Regions from separate parts of the Xenopus tropicalis genome. Here region 1 is linked to region 2. Evidence: chromatin contacts called from public Hi-C data. All regions are on one chromosome and are shown on one strand. The core of a region is the stretch at or near the end of the contact, and the rest is flanking DNA. Distances in the headings are between cores, read along the strand shown. Region 1 overlaps abhd12 (abhydrolase domain containing 12). Region 2 holds the start of gins1 (GINS complex subunit 1 (Psf1 homolog)).

Region 1 (2,755 bases), core at 170-2,669, 57 kb after region 2:
AGCAGCCTAGGAAACTTTTGCAGCCAGCGAACAAACCCAGAGCTTTGGAGTCACTACTGCTGTGTGTTCCCTGTCTGTGCTTTATGCCATGGGGTCCAAACAGTTCCATTCTCACTGGGTCCCACTACAGGATGAGTGCGTGTCCTGCTTACTGTTTATCTGCTAGCCTTGCAACATGCATGGCTGGACTGGGTTGGTACCAAGCTCTATGGAACATCTGCTGTCATTAAGAAATGGTTATTGGGACAGCTACTTTCATTGAGAATTGGTCAGTATGCCATGGAATTACCCTTGGATGCTAGTGGAACACATAAGATGCTGGTTTGGATTGACTCCCAGTTGTAGTTTTCCATTGGCAGGGTTTGGAAAGGTGGGACCATATGCAGTGTGACGCCACAAGTATCCCAGCAGTAACTTACAATAATGGGGGTTTTGGCGCTGGGGTTTGCATGGGATAAACATGCTGGGGGGTTGCATGGGATAAACATAGGATATTACATTTTAGGAGGCTGCGCAGGATTTTTACCCAAAATACAACCGTCTTGCTGGTCAAGTAGCACATCTATTTCTAGGTTCCCATCCCAAAGCCACCCTAATATTTTAAAACATGTATTTTATTTCATAATGACACTGAAGTTGAAACCACACTCCATTGCACTTTAATTTATTGGTATGTTCCAAAATTTATCTTGTAGAGAACCTGTCCTCTAATATACATGCTAAACATGTCAGGCCAGAAAATGAGCATGTATGTACATTATAGTCATACTGGCAAGGTTTAGGGTCTGGGACATTATCCCAGCTCTTTATAACGGAGCAGATCTAATGGTAAGTGCACCCCCTGCATTTTGAATATAGTGACTTTCCAGGTTAAAATCCTGGCCAGAATGGATTGCCAGTAGAGTTGGTGGGAGGCCTTGCCGGGGCGGCCCGCTATTTGTGCTGGGTGCTTCATGGACCAGTTCCCACTGACTGTACTGGAAAGCTAATTTCCTATTTGAACAACTTTTTTGTGTGCAAAATCACCATTCATGCATTGGGTGTCAATACACAGATTGGGTGTCAGGGACATCACCCTTAATGCCTGCTCACTGTGATGGTATGACTTCTTGTCTGGGTGCCTACAGACACAACCCTGGCCTTGTGCTATAATTAACATTGAGGTATTTCATGTACAGATTTTTTTTTTTTCGTCTTAACCCTGCATATATGTCCTGCGTTGCCTTTGTCTGCACAGAATTAACAAGATTCACTGTTATTCCCAGTGATATATTCCTGGATATGGTATAACTGATACGTTCCATCTCGTGGATGTGAAGCGAGTTCTGTTTGTTTGGGGCTATTTGTGTTGTGTTCCGGTGGTGCACATCTCCTTACCTAGTCTGTCTCTGAAATTGGCACATTTTAAATCTGGATAATGTCACTTCAATTAGGCACTGAACTAATGTGTGCATGAGCCTATTTACAGAGTTCGTGATGGCGCGTGGCCTGGTCATGTGACCCACACGTCATTGCATTGGATAGCTCTGCACATGCTCCAGCCCAAGGCAGGAGGGTTGGTATAGAAGATGATCCCAGGTCATCCAAGGAGAAAGCTGCAGAGCCCATAATGTTAAGCTCCTTACCCTTTAAAATGCACCAATCGGCATTGGCCACCCCATGTTTGTCGTGCTGTGAGAGTTCGGGAATGTTTTATTTTACTTGCCAACAGCCAGTGATTTCCCCCCCCCCCCCATTAATTAAATGTTAAATTGTTACATTGAGTTTCAAGTAGTACAGTTAGTAGTTAATGTGTTAAATACAACAGAGAGACTGCAATGGCGGCTTGCTTATAGCTCCCAGCATTCTTTGTTTGACTTGCATCTCACTGACTGATGGAGCAAGATGTTGGAGGGCCCTGGTACAAGGAAGTGGGAAAGGTCAATATAAACCCCAGTTGTTCCCATAAAGCAATTGTGGACAGGTCCACACTGGAGGATGTAGTACCCAGTGCGACAGACATCCCAGCCTGACAAGACCCTTAGTGAGTGACTGCTGCAATGTGACTGGCACTGACAGACCCTTAGTGAGTGATTGCTGCAATGTGACTGGCACTGACAGACCCTTAGTGAGTGACTGCTGCAATGTGACTGGCACTGACAGACCCTTAGTGAGTGACTGCTGTAATGTGACTGGCACTGACAGACCCTTAGTGAGTGACTGCTGCTATGTGACTGGCACTGACAGACCCTTAGTGAGTGATTGCTGCAATGTGACTGGCACTGACAGACCCTTAGTGAGTGACTGCTGCAATGTGACTGGCACTGACAGACCCTTAGTGAGTGACTGCTGCAATGTGACTGGCACTGACAGACCCTTAGTGAGTGACTGCTGCTATGTGACTGGCACTGACAGACCCTTAGTGAGTGACTGCTGCTATGTGACTGGCACTGACAGACCCTTAGTGACAGAATCACAAAAACCTTATAACTTGACTATTTGGTCCTTAGATTTGGGAGGCACCTGGGGGTTTATCTTCATCAGTAAAGGTGTTTCATTTTGGGTTGATTTTATAGGCATTGATGACGTGGGAGGCTTACCCAGAATTATTGCTATTCAGTGCAATGGGAATAGACCAACCTCCAGCATTTTGCCATGGATACCTCTCCTAGCAACAGAATATGCCTGTGCATAAGACACACATAGAAATGTGCAGCTTGGGTGCCATTGGCCCAGATTATATAGAGCTTCATGTTCTCCCCGTGCTTGCATTGGT
Region 2 (2,700 bases), core at 175-2,674:
GGAAGGAGCCAGTCAACTGACTGCACCAGGACTTGGGAAATTTCCATTCACATTAAGTGGAAGCAATATCAAGTGTTTTGCTATCCCTTCTACTCAATGCTGCAAATTGCTCAGGTGACAACATGTCCTCTTTGCTATTTCCATTAAGTTTTACAATGCACACAATTAGCTTTAATTCCAACTAATACTAGCTTTGCCGTAAACTTTCAAAGAGCCTTAGAATTCTGCCTGAAAATTCAATTTTTGCTACAATTCAGATATTATTTCCACCCTTGGTAGGACATCAGGAGGGGTTCATCTCTACTTCAGGGAAACCTTTCCACTAGATTTTGCAACATTGCTGCTTGACTTTGCTTCCATCCAGCCACAAGAGCATTTGTGAGGTTCGCCACTGATGTTGGGGATCAGGCCTAGCTTGCAGTCGGTATTCCAATGCATCCTAGTTCAGTTGAGATCAGGGCTCTGTGCAGAACACTCAGGTTCATATCAACAAACCGTGTATGGGCCTTGCTTTTTGCAGGGGGGCATTATAGTGATCAAAAAGGGAAAACAAACTGTTCCCATAAGGTAGAACGCACATATCAGTCAAGTACATTATTTTACACTGTGGAGTTAAGGTATGATTTCCCTTGGAACTAGGGGCCGTAGCCCATACCACTATAGGCGGCAGCACCCCCCCCCCCCCGATTCTGCTCTTCAAAATCCATATAGGCATACTAAATGTATCTAAACTGATCAGACATTTATATATGTATCATAAATAATCAATTTGTATCCACATTCCTTTTGTTTCAATGTACCCTCAACCCTTTTGATAGTAAGCTGTTGCAAGCAGGGCCTCCTAATTCTATTATTACTCTGTATACCCTTGTTTGTTTAAATTTATTGTGAAGTGCTGCGTAATTTGCAGCGCTGTATAAATAAATGATGATACTGTATAAGTGACTCTACACTAAATCTCTTTTACTAGTGAAAACCAACTTACACATCAGCTTGGTTCTGCTCATATAAAGCCTTCATCTCTTCAAGGACCTGCCTGATTCCATCCTCCTACAAAACGTGCAGGTATAGAAAAATGTGTTATTATTTTGCTCAGGTGAAGCAACAGGCTTGGAAGTATCTACTAGAAACTAGCCATGAAAAAGATAATAAAACTATAAAATAGGATTGGGAAAAAGACTAAAAATGTAAACACACATATACTATAAATCCTCCTTAAAGCTTTTTTATTTCTCCAGTGGGCCCTATAATTTTGATACAAGGGGCACCGGGCAAACGCCTGTGTTCCCTCCAGCTGCATATTCTCATACACGCACTGGCACTCACGTTAAAGGCAGGAAGCTGCCCATCCGAAGCACGGTGCAACTCTCGAATCAGCTCAATAGCTTTCTCACAGAACATGATCCCTTTACTGCTCACTCTCTGCCACCATATACCACACTGGTACTGAGAAGACCAAAAAAAAAACAAGTGATCTAAAAGAAGCGACAACGCTACCGGGCGGCCATCATTAAATCTGGCAAATAAAAGTTCCGTTTTATTTTTAAAACGGCATTTATAGCGCTGTTCTTCGTTACAATTTTCATTAGCCTTGTCACTTAATTACTGCTGTTTTCTTAACTTGAAGTGATTCTGCTACTTGATTTTCTCTTTCGCTGCCCAAAGCTAATATGGCTGTGGAAGCTGTTGGTGTCAAGGTTACGTGCTTTGGCGGTAGATTTTTTTCTACCAATGAGAGGACAGGCGGCCGTATACGGATGCTGCAGGGAGACAATTGTTATGTAAAGGCGTGTGACCGGACTGAAGGTTTCAATGCGTGGCTACTGTCCTAGGATCCGAAGGTGAGCAGCTCTGCGGAAACTTTAGTCTTATATCAAGAATTGGGAACGTGTTGAAGCTCTGTATGTTAACTATGACTTCCAACATGTTTCTACACATGTAGATGAGGGGCTTGGGGCCCCGAGGAAGGAGGGATAAGAGTTTATATAGGTATTTTTAGGCTGTAAAAGAATTTAATTAGGGAATAGCTCAAGGATTGTACAGGGCAATTGTCGGTTTTGCCTGAAGCAATGTGCTGTGATATTGTTTTATGATAACATTTGGTTTAGCCCATTTAGCTCAGAACAGACTCCAGTATGGGTACCAGGCAGCTTCAACATTTAATAAATGCATGTTGCAGGGCTATTCGTAGGAGGCCCTGCCCAGCAGTGTGATAACTATGTGATCTCTCAAGTCAGATTCAGGTGTTGGTCTGGGGTGAGTTGCTGGTCACATCTGGCTTGCTCCATTTTCCTACACAACTGGACTGGTTTGCATACCTAATGTAGTCACTGGTGCCATGCAGATGGGATAACCGATATGTAGTGATCCCAGATGTATGACAGGTAAATGTTTGCTCACAGGTAGCACTGGGCCATTTGGTATATCAGGCACACAATGGCTTAATGGTCACTCAAAACTTAAGTGAAATTACGCTTAAAGTTTAAAATAAATTAAGTGAAAGAATACAATAATTGCTAGTGATAGCAGATACATCTCTCAAACTATTTAAAAGGCACCCAACTGTATAGTATTTAATGGGATAATGGTAAAATGGTAGTTATGTGTCACTGATTGGCTTTCTATTGATATTGCTGGCAGACATTTTTCCTGGTCATTTTAAGAAACCGCCAAATATAATCATGTACATTTGGGTATATG

The links. A called contact is a pair of places that touch in the nucleus more often than the background predicts.
Region 1: a contact with region 2 is called in a Hi-C map of brain, with 1.8 times the contacts expected there. The contact joins the enhancer-like site here to the promoter of gins1 in region 2. A contact is called at or near these places in 2 of 5 Hi-C or Micro-C datasets (brain and neurula embryo).

What each region holds. Positions count from the first base shown.
Region 1 is chr5:38,994,087-38,996,841 of UCB_Xtro_10.0, forward strand. It overlaps abhd12 (abhydrolase domain containing 12), which reads left to right. Exons shown (of 14, transcript NM_001142129.1): 13 at 1-2,440; 14 at 2,441-2,755. Among named protein-coding and RNA genes, the nearest start is that of pygm, 33 kb to the right of the region's middle. Within about 2 kb of position 1,420, at least 1 of the 11 cell types and tissues checked has an H3K27ac peak or open chromatin away from gene starts, as enhancers often do.
Region 2 is chr5:38,936,743-38,939,442 of UCB_Xtro_10.0, forward strand. It overlaps gins1 (GINS complex subunit 1 (Psf1 homolog)), which reads right to left and starts at 1,425. Exons shown (of 7, transcript NM_001016164.2): 1 at 1,327-1,425; 2 at 986-1,050. The coding sequence starts at 1,401. It also overlaps a transcript of uqcc2 not described here.